Regions from separate parts of the Mus musculus genome. Here region 1 is linked to region 2. The links are chromatin contacts, called in public Hi-C maps. All regions are on one chromosome and are shown on one strand. The core of a region is the stretch at or near the end of the contact, and the rest is flanking DNA. Distances in the headings are between cores, read along the strand shown. Region 1 holds the start of Ap1ar (adaptor-related protein complex 1 associated regulatory protein). Region 2 has its middle 12 kb from the start of Tifa.

What was found. Hi-C and Micro-C count contacts between places; a contact is called where the count stands out from the background.
Region 1: a Hi-C map of the MNK3 cell line shows a contact between it and region 2, with 3 times the contacts expected there. The contact joins the promoter of Ap1ar here to the enhancer-like site in region 2. A contact is called at or near these places in 2 of 39 promoter capture datasets (erythroid cells and macrophages), 1 of 15 datasets of contacts at CTCF or cohesin (the NIH/3T3 cell line), 54 of 484 Hi-C or Micro-C datasets (3T3-L1-derived adipocytes, the AML12 cell line, B cells and 38 more), 15 of 115 datasets of contacts at active chromatin or transcription factors (the 230-238 cell line, the SCID.adh cell line, T-cell acute lymphoblastic leukemia and 10 more) and 4 of 9 other capture datasets (adipose tissue, liver, macrophages and 1 more).

The regions. Positions count from the first base shown.
Region 1 is chr3:127,833,525-127,838,976 of GRCm38.p6, reverse strand. Ap1ar (adaptor-related protein complex 1 associated regulatory protein) reads left to right here and starts at 1,454. Exons shown (of 10, transcript NM_145964.3): 1 at 1,454-1,828. The coding sequence starts at 1,752. It overlaps Gm43653 (a long non-coding RNA gene), which reads right to left and starts at 1,480. Exons shown (of 2, transcript XR_003954551.1): 1 at 794-1,480; 2 at 1-111.
Region 2 is chr3:127,798,847-127,804,423 of GRCm38.p6, reverse strand. No RefSeq gene overlaps it. Among named protein-coding and RNA genes, the nearest start is that of Tifa, 12 kb to the right of the region's middle. Within about 2 kb of position 1,448, at least 34 of the 459 cell types and tissues checked have an H3K27ac peak or open chromatin away from gene starts, as enhancers often do. A contact at or near this core is called in the MNK3 cell line, adipose tissue, bone marrow-derived macrophages and 6 more, where this site is marked.

The DNA.
Region 1 (5,452 bases), core at 205-2,704, 35 kb before region 2:
TCAAGGCATGTTCATCAACACTGGGTAGTATCTACAGGCTGTGTGCACCAGCTTCCTTACGCACTTATAGTTCCATTTCCAAGGCTACATTATTATTATTGATTTCAGGTACTGGAAGAGAGGAGGAAAATGCAGTGACAATTTAGGAAACCATTAAGCCATTTCACTGGCATCCAATGAGCAGTGGGGCTTGTCCACTTGAATACCAAAGAGTCAAGTTCACTAAGTGCTAAGACTGAAATCATGGCTGGCCTTGATGCTAAGAACCAACAAAATGAGTAGTTGAAAGAATGTTTTCCTAGTAGTACTGTTTTCTTTTCTTTTTTTTTTTTCAATGTCACCATTTCACTCACACTAAAGTGGGTTAAAATTGTAATATATGGTATCAGTGGAGCATGTTATCCACAGAACTGGGCATTTGTGAAACAACTATGCCTTGGATCCAGTTGGGTTAGACAGGGTTTCATTACATAGACATGGCTGGCCAGGATCTGGCTCTGTAGATCAGGCCGGCCTCCAACTCCCAGGCATACTTCTGCCTTCTGCTTTTAAAGCTACCTGGTGTCTGAAAGGGGGTTTTTAGGGTGGCATTTGAGAACATGGACCTTTACCCCAGCCTTGCTCTTCTTAACTTGGAATTAGAATATTATATTTGAATTAGAAATGGCTTGTTCTCCCGAAAACCCAAGACCTTTTGCTGACTTCTTCTGGTTCTCCTCTTCTCCACCTGAAATTACTTTTAATTTAAAAAATAAAAAATAAAAATACAGGGTCTCACACAGTCCGGACTGACCTCCAACTTAATGTGTATCTGAGGTTGACTTTGAATTTATGACTCTGCTTCCATCTCTCAAGTGCTGTTGACTGCAGATTTTTCCACCACACTTCTACCAACCGAGCTACATGCCCAAGCTGGAACTTTTCGTTTTTAATAAAAGAAAATCCGCCTAGGAGTGCACAGTGTCTCTCCAGTCCGCTGGCAGTATAACGAGAATAAGCTGCTCCGCAAACGAGAATATTTTAAGAATTAAAACAAAACAAAACAAAATAAAACAAAAAGCCTCTTAGTGTGTTCTAAGTAACGGCAGTGAGTCCCTCCTCTCTGCCTCTAGCTCTGGTGCCATCCTGGAGCGCACTCGTTGGGTGACTTCCGACCCGCTGCTGCAGAAGGGGAGGCTCGTGCGCTCTAGGTACAAAGTTCGAAGGCTAAGCTTGCGCTCGAGCATGCGCTGCATGATCCCCACTGCTTGACAGCGGGCGACGAAGGCGCCAGAAGTGGCGTAGAGAGAGAGAGAGAGAGAGAGAGCAGATCCCCGTCTAGGATCAGGTTCAGCACACAGCACCTACAACCGAGAACAGCGCCTCCTGCCCGGCGCTGCCAGCCAAGCCGGAATCCAGCGGAAATGACGCCCGCGCCAGCCGCCGGAAGCGGTAGCCGCCAGAAACGTGTCCAATGGGAGCCCGGGAGCGGCAGGGGGCGTGGCGGCGCGGGCCTCCCGCGGCTGCCGGGGCGGTGACGGGCGCGGGCGGCCGGGCGGGTGGCGAGCGGGCCATGCGGACGGCTGGAGACCCGGGACCCCACGGCCCTGCGCTCGTCCCTCGCGCCGCGGTAGCCCGGAGCCCGCGGGCCTAGCGGCGGCCTTTGTTCCCGGCGTCGCCGTCTGCCGAGCTCCGGCCGGCGCGGATGCAGCTGCTCCGCCTGGGCTCGCGCTCGGGGCAGGAGGAGGAGCGGCGGCTCCGGGCGGCATGCGATGGGGAACTGCTGCTGGACGCAATGCTTCGGGCTGCTCCGCCGGGAAGCGGGTCGGCTGCAGCGAGCGGGCGGAGGGTAAGCGGCAGCGCAGGCCCGGGATGCCCGGGATGCGCGGCCGGGGATCGGCGGTGGTGGTGGTGCCCGCCGCCCCCGTGCAGGCTCCCTGTCCCTGAGGACTTACCTCGGGAGGTACGATCTCCTGTAAGCACCCGGCACTGCCTCCTGGACACACCCTGCTTTGACTTAACGCCAAAGCTTCTGTCTCTGTGTTTGGTCTTCCTTTTGGGCCTTGACAGAACAGGTGAAAATCTGGCCCCAAGGTTGATGCCCCAGGTGCATTTTAAATAGAAGTCACTTCTGCTCCAGGCTCTGGTGAACTCTTAGGTAAAGAGCTGCAGGATCGCAGTGCACACTGGCCATTGAAGCGACTGGTGCGGCTGTATGCGAATCCTTTCATAGCAATAACTTAGAATTTTGGAGAGGAATACCATGCTGTGATTGCTACCCTTATGCTCGATAATCTAACCAAAATGTCACCGAGCAGCACGTCTCTTGTGAGGAAAGTGGGATATGCTTCAGATTTTTCTATCCAATAGCAAAATTGTGTGATTACTGTTGTACCTTTATTTCCTAGAATAGTGAAAAAACAAAACAAAACAAAAAACCCGGGGGCACATAGCATTGATGTTGATTTTATTATTCCTAAGCATTTTTCGGGAATTAAAACCTAGAATCAAAAAATCTAAGCCAGCCAATCTAACTAAAGAACATATCTGTTTTGAACTTTCTTAAGCATGGTGCCCAATTTTCAGCCAATAGCTTTGTATTGGGAAGCTTTCAGCCCACACAAACTGGAACCAAGTGATTTGTAATTCGAATCTTTGGGTCATGAGTGCATTATAAAATGATTCACTAATTAAGCAGTGTGTCAAAGTAGTGAAGGTGTTACTCTATGCGTCCCTAGAATGGGAGGGGATGGACTTAAAACATTTCTACTTAGTTTGGTATTTTGATTTTCCTGATTTCTGTACTTTACTTTGACAGCTGTTGTGCATTGTGATCCAAAATCATGTTATTCCAAGTACTTCGTGAGTGAACTCGTTTGTGAAGCTATGGAAAGGGGCTCATGGAAGAACTGGACATTACAACATCTTTGACTTTATTATCATTCCTTGGAAGGCTTAACAGTCAAACTCTGGGAGGGAGTGCTTTGAATTCTGCGGTAGACAATGTTTTTGTATTTGACTTTGGAGTACATTACCCGGGTTCTGTAAGAACCTTGGGTATTTTTTTTTTTAACAGTGATTTTACAAATGATATCTTCATTACACACTATTCATTAAAATTGCGGGTTCTCCTGGCTCAGCCCAGGCTTGGCAGCATAGGAGAGGCTAGCAGGGTGAGATCACGTGAGGCATGTGATCCTTGTAGATATGTTGTAGTGCTTGATCGAGAGTCTGTACTTTGTCTTTGGCTGACTCCTTGAGTGAGTCCTAGGGGTTGTGGATGCTGATGCCGAAGACCATGTGATCTGTGTCAGTCCTGTTTCTTGGCATCTATAAGCATAGGCTTCAACAGTTCCCTTACTTGAATCTTCCCATAAACTTACCGTTTGGTATCAGTCTTAACAGTTCTAGCAGCTTCCTGGAAGCATGTGGTATTAAACTGCCTTTCAGTTTAGTCGCTGTTAGTTGTTTTCCTTTAGGTGTGCATCTGGGCAGTTAATGGGTACATGTTTAAGTGAAAAACTGGGCACTCACAAAAGTCTGCGTTGATTTTATGTCACTGTACTTATTAAGGCTAGAAAGAAATAGGACATCCTGGGCTCTGTTAGGCTCATTTACTCTGGACTCCACCACGGGTGCTTTGTGATTTGAGGCCTGGTTTCTTAGCCTTGTGGATTTCCCAGGAGTCTCTCAAAATGAGATCACTTACTCTACGCTTTGTAATCTCGGCACTATAATTACCAAGTACAGTTGAGTGTGCTCTAGTAGTATTTTATATGTGAGGATAACTAATGACCAGTCTAAGTGCTAAGGCATCTTGGAGACCTTACTACCAAGAAACAAAATACTGACATCCCGATGGGTTAGCCTTCTTCGTTTGGAGGGTTCGTCTCCCAGCATGTTCTGGAGAACTCCGTGTGCTGGCCAGTTGTTTTCTCTGGACAAGACTAGAACTCTGTGTGTGCTACCTTGCCTGGCTTATGCATTGCCGGGGCTCAAATCTAAGGTGTCATACTGAGCTACATCCCCAGTCCTACAAATTATTTGTTCTTAGATGGGTTCTTAGGAACCTAGTTGTGTTGTATTTTATTTCCCATCTTTAGGTTGCTGTACAGTTGCCCATCCTTGCTTCAGGTGAGTTGTCGTGTTACTCACACAGGTGTGATGATGTTTGGGGTGCTCTGTCTGACAGGTTTCAGCCCCTTGGATTCTAGCAGCAGCCTTGCTTCTAGGTGATAGTTCACAGAGATTAGCTTTTCTTTTCCTAGGGAAAATGGCTTTAGTGCTTGCCAATATTTAGCTACTTCCTATGTGCTGGGCGGTATTCTAAATACTATGTTACCTTATTTATTCTTTTGCACACCCCTGCCAAGTAATAACTGCTATTGAAATTTTAGTTCTCTATCCAAAATGCATGAAACCAATTTCTTACTTTAAATAGGATTTTGGAGTATTTCTATAGACAACACCCTTAGACATGGACCCAAGTTAAAGCATAGAGCTGATTTGTGTTTCATACACATCTTGTGCACTTGACCGTGACTTTATAGAGTACGTTCAGTCCGCCTATGGCTTTTCACTGTTTGCTTTGGGCAGCATAAGCATCTTACTGTTATACCCAGGCTGGCCTCGAACTCTCCTGCAAGTTGAGTGTCCTGTGAAGTCAAGTATGGAGTCCCCACGTTGTGGCCTCTTGTTGGCTCACAGCAGCTTTCAGAGCATGGGGCATTTTGGATTTTGAACTTTCAGATTAATGGTGTTCAACTTGCTCATGCTGGAGACCGAAAGCCAAGGCTTGAAAGTTTAACTTGCCTGAGATAACAGAGCTGGAATTGCAGTCAAAGTCCCTCTGAGACCAGAGCCCTTGTCTTTACCTGGGAAGAGCTTGCAGCTCTTTATTTTCTTCTCTCAGTCTTTTCTTCCCTGCCTCTGTTTTCAGAGGAAATGATTCTTCCTAATCATTTTTACTTTTGTTTCCTACCCTCTCCATAGAAAGTCAGTCTGTAGTCACCTTAGCTGTGAGCAGGAGGGTCATTGTCCTTCCCTCCAAATCCCCGTTCCCAGGCCCTCTCAGGGTTACTTCTGTGTCCTGACCACCTCTACATCTGTGCTGGTTAGGTGTTTTGACACCTGAGAAGAGGAATTTCCTACATCAGATTGGTCTGTAGAGTCCTCACTTTAGTGCTGACCCTGGGATATCTCTAGGATAAAGGCCAAAATATGTATCCTTCTAGATATCTGTATTTTCCCAGATTCTGCATTATGTATTTCTCCCTGTGTCTCCTTGTCTTGTCTCTGCTGTGTTCCTCCCTGAGTCTTATTTCTTCCCTATTTCTTCCTTGTCTTCACTTGAATAACACCTACTTAGTCATCTTTTCCACTGGCAATTCAGGAATGACTTTCCACAGTTTTCCTGAAGCATCACCAGCCTTCTGGAAATCAGAACTCGCAGCGCTGCTGAAACAGTCTGCTC
Region 2 (5,577 bases), core at 199-2,698:
TACAGAGTTTGAGAGTGGGGTCACTGGCATCAGGGGATGGGAGACCTTAGGGAACAGCAAGACTAATGGATGATGTGTGTTAGGCAAATGAAGGGGGCAGTGAAGAAGAAAAAAAGAGCGTAGATATTTATTTACAAAGTTTTCCTCTCAGAGAAGTGGGGTAGCTGGAGGGGGCTGAGGGGTGATGTGAGGGAACTTACAGAAGATTCTCCTGTTTACCTCTAAAATGACGTAAATTGAAATTGTACTTTTGTATTCCAGCCGAGGACAGACTTCGAGTTTTCCTTTAGATGCAGGTACACCACTCATTGTTTATTAACAAACGTCTAACAAGCTGGTCTAGTGAGGACTGGAGAGATGATGGCTCAATGGTTAAGACACTGGCTGCTTTTCCTGAGAACCCAGATTCAATTCCCAGCACCCAGGTGGCAGCTCACAACTGTCTGATACCCCAGTCCTAAGGAATCCCACACTCTCACATAGACAAACAAGCAGGCAAAACCCATCAATGCACATAAAAAAATAAATTGTTTAAAAAAGAAGCCTGTTTTCTTTTAGAAGATACATTGAATACAATATTTTGCTATCTTTGTTTACTTAGTATCTCCTATTAGTAATTTGATTGCAGAGAGAAAAAAAATGGAGTTCTGTGAAAGAACCAACTTCAGCAAAATGATACTTAACGTCCTTAAAAAAAAACTTTAAAGGAGAAATGAGATGCAATTTGAAAATTATTGTTATGAGCTCTTTGTTAAAAATGATACGTTTATTTGAAGACCCTTTCCCTGGCTCCTAGACATAGTAACATCTAAGCCACCCAGTTCTGAGGATTCTACCAGCCTGCCTGGCTGATTAGAACTTAATGATGGAGGAAGTTAGAATGTTGCAGAGCTAAATTCTCTTGTGTTCTTTGTAGTCCCTTTGAAAACCTCCGTTACCCACAGTTCTGCCTCACCTACCATTCTTAGGGCCATCAGAACCTTAGCAGATTAGTTTTACCAATCCAGAAGATAAGACTATAACCCCACTACCTACTAGCCCCACCAATTTTTTTGTTCTTTGACTGATTAAAAAAAAAAAAAAACTCATGTACCCACATCTATGAAACATCTTTTTGGGCAATCCTGGGATATGGTTACTCAAATTTGGCTCAGAAGTAAACTTCTCTCTTCTTCCCTTTTAGTTCCATGGGAGAGAGAACTGTTTTAACACAGAGAGCGTTAAATAGGAGGCCCAGTTGCTCGGTGCTACTCCTTACATAATGGAGCACGTGAAGAGGGGCTGCACGCCACACCTCAGGCTGAGCTTCATTCACAGAGGTCCCCCTCAGGCTGAGCTTCATTTACAGAGGTCCCGTGTAGGAGGCACTGCCTTAATCCTTAGTTTCAAAACAAAGAAAAATGAAACTAAAGTGTCAGGATCCATGGGAAATGAAGATAAACCCTGGCAGCATGATTCACAGCCCACACTGAACATCATGTTTCCTCTAGGAACTGGGTCAGCCTTGTTTGTGAGGGTTTAGGAAGCCTGGGCTTTGTTTTGTTTCATTTACTTAGCGGGGATTTAAAACTAGTTTTAAAATAGCCCGGTGATGTTTTTGAACACGGCTACCTTCTGTGGATAATTCCTGGGTAGAAACTGCCTGTAGAAACTTCAATGCCTTTAGAATTGACAATGTCCAGAAACTAATTGCAATTTATCTTAGGCTATTTTTTTAAGCTCATTACATAGTGATTCTTTGCTCCCCTCTATGTTAGAACCTAACACCCTGACTACAGGTAACACCTTTTGGAGTCTGTTAACAGCGCCCTAATTCCCCACTAACCAAAAGTCATCGAACCACAACAGAGGGTTACAGCCGAGGTTTTCCACAGTGCTGCAGTGACCCAGTTAATGTCCACACCAGTGCGTTTGAAAAGCATCTTGATTTATGACTTTTCTTGTTCTGTTTCTATAAAAACTTCATGAAACTGCTTCCAGGTCGATGCATGGAATTTAGGATAACCTAAATCCATGTTTCTAGGCTATGGTCACTCATACTTGGCTCCAGAATAAAACTGTTTTCCATCCCGTTTGAATTACGATTTCTGTGTGTGTGTGTGTGTGTGTGTGTGTGTGTGTGTGTGTGTGTGTGTGTGTGTGTGTGTGTGAGAGAGAGAGAGAGAGAGAGAGAGAGAGAGAGAGAGAGAGAGAGAGCACACTTCTGAGCCAAACTCATCATCAGATCATCTGTGCCCTCCTACAAAAGATCATCCCAGCTAGACTTGTTGACTGAGGACTTCCTTCAGTGGAGGAAGGGCTGAGGAGGGTCTTGGGACCCTCAACCCAAATGTCTATCCCTTCCTCCTAACCAGTTGTATGCAATGCCCTTAAGTGCCTTTGGCTTCAGGGAGAGTTAGACTACATAAGTGGAGAAGGACAGGGGACAAGGGGACCATCTACATGGTCATAGGGGAGTCTATAGAGGAGTCCATGGAAATAAAATCCATGCTAGGCTGAGCAGACCTTCCTCTTAGTGTGGCTCCTTCAGGGCTACCCATGCTCCTGCCTGTAACTTCTCACCCACTCTGTCCTATCTGGAAGCACAACAAACTCAGGGCCTCCCAGAATGAACTCCAATGGAATGACACCTTGCTTTATGGTTGGACTTCAGGAGGAGGGGTAAATGTCTTCCTCAGGGAAGGAATTTGAGAGGCAGGCATCATAAAAAGACATAAAGATGGGTTCTGTTGTCAAAGCTTACAACCATCTAACCTCAGAGGTTTTCTGTGTTACTATGACTTCGTCTTTGGAGCAGTGACATTGCTGATTCTGGCCTCGAGGCCAGAATACTCACCTCCAGTTCCTTGGTGGCTTTGCATCAAGAAGAAAATGAGACCAGCAACAGAGCTGACCCAGTTTTGCCATTTGCTTCCTCAAAGCCCCTGATCTTAAACCCAGTACTTGACAGGTGAGTTGCAGGCAGAGAAATAGTTTCCTATCGACAGAATAGCAGAGCGATGAGTAACTGGATTCTGGAACAACTCAGACCAGTTCGAAGCTCGCTGAATGCCAACCACGCTTTCCACAGCTGTCTCCTTAGTCACCACTTGCAATGGTCGGTCCCAATCACAGTCCACCACCTATTACATTCCCAAGTAACAATCATAGAAGTAGACGAATACTAAGTAGGAGAACAATGGAACCATTAGATAACGTAGAGTTAGCTGCTACTCAAACTCTCAACAGCACCTCCTCACAGTATGGTTATGGCTAGTATGGTTAACAGGTAGATATTATCTACACATGTAAATTACATGTTTAAAGTACAGCTTGTGGGGAACACACTGCCTCCTACACCTACTGAAACAAATACTCATGTTAGAGCCTCTGCCTCTCAGTCAAGGCATACTTAGAATTAGAAGTTTTAGAAAGTGATTATAGACATTATATGTGCAAGGAGATAACTGGCTCTCAAGAGTTGGCCTCTGACCTGCACCCCTCATGTGTAACTTTTCACAGACATAAATATAATTTTAAAAAGTGTTTGTAACCTGATGGCAGGGCCTGGAGAGATGACTCACCAGTTAAGAGGCCTTTGACAACTGTTTTTGCAGAAGACCCAAGCTTGGTTCCAAGCACTCATACTTGGGAGCTTACAACTTCTTATAACTGTAGCATACACACACCCACACAGTCATATTTACATACTTAATTTTTAAAAATAAAAAATGTAAAACTCATATATGCCAGATGAGTGTGCTTTCCACAGTGGATTGTATGGCCATGTCATGAAGCTACAGATCCAAGAAAAGAATGCCAGTGGATGTAACAATGACTGTTAGGACACGTAATGAGTTGATATGCCCACTCCCAGAGGCAGAGTCCCCTTAAGACCTGTGTTGAGATTTTCACTTAGCTTCATAGTATGTGGCACTAAACACTATTTTTCTTTTGTTCTCGTTTCCACTCTGCTATGGAGATTTATTTGTAATTGTTAGAAAATGCCCCGCCCCCTTTGATCACTCCCCACCCCCCCACACATGGTCACCCCACTTCTGGCAAGGGGTGGGAAGAGTTGTTTTACAATGTGATTGTGTTATCTTCAGAGAGTTGGTTGGAGGAGGCTTGGGCATCTCATTCAAGCTTACTCTTTCCAAGACCTGAACCAGGAAGGTCAGGTTCTCTGAGTGATTAATACACAAGAATCTTGGGAGTTCCTGGTGGCCACGTGCAGCCATGTGGGTGGAGAATGGGGCCACCACACATTTAGGAATGAACCTGGGCAATGCAATCTCACTGTGAGCCTGCAGCGTTCCTTCCTATTGTTCTGTGTGACACTGAGATTTCCCGTTAATAATCCCCTCTGTGCTTGCATAGCTCAGAAGAGGTTTTGTTATTTGTAATCAGAATGCTCTCATATGCCTCTTGCACTCCTAGGCAGCCTTTGCCCCAGATGGTTCACATTGCAAGCACTTCTAACAAGCTTGGTGATCTAGTTTGCAAATTTGCATCAGAAGAGAAATTATAGATGCTAAAGGAGGGTAGTGTCATGGAGGTCATTGATTGACAGTGGCAAGAAATGGCAGTGCATTGGTTGGTGGGTCCAATAAGAAGGACCCTCATAGGTGTGTCATTGGAGGTCCCTCATTGGAGTGTCTGGTTCCCAGTTGGTAGACTATTTAGGAAGGATTAGGGAATGTTGTCTTGTTGGAGGAGATACATCACTGAGGGGAGAGGCTTTGAGATTTCAAAAGCCCAAGCCAGTCCAAGTCTCTCTCTCTCCCCTTTCAACCTTTGGATCAGGATGTGAACTCCCAGCTGCTGCTCCAGAGCCATGACTGCTTGCTTGCCACCCTACTATGATGGTCATGGATTCACTCTCTTAAACTGTGGGCAAGGTCCCCAATTAAATGTTTCCTTTTATAAGTAGCCTTGATTCTGATTGTCTCTCCACAGTGACAGAATAACTAAGACAATAACCATACGTAAGAGGGAGTATGTTTCTTTTCTCTTTTCTACTATAACAAGTTGCTGTAATTTGCAACAAAGTTTTGTGGGTGGAAGTCAACGGCAGGAGTCCTTGGGATTTAGATTCTTGCTAAGGTTTCCATACCAGGTTTCCATGCCGTTTCCAGCACATAGACATCTGTGCACATTTTTCTGTCTCCAAGATGTTGCTGCTTTGGTTCATGACCTCCTTCCTCCCAGTGCAAAGCCTATACTAGTCTGCCAAGCCCGTGTCACACTTCAACCTTCTGGTACCATTGTTTCCCCCTCCTCCTTTTAAGGACCCCATTATTACTTGAGTTGATCTCTTTCACTTGAGATCATCAAATGAGCAACCTTAATTCTATCTGCAGCATTCATTTGTCCTTGCTATGTCATGACATACCCACAGGTAGCACATGGACACCTGGACACCTGCTGGGCAGGATGTACAGGCGGGACTTACCATTTCCTGGAAGAAGGGGAGATTCGAGGGAGGAGAGAGGGGAGAACCAGGCAATCATGTGAGGTCTCGTGAGGAGCTGTGGGCTGTGGCCACTCCTATAGGTGGGTGGTCAGAGATGTTTAGCAGGGACTAGATTCAACTGA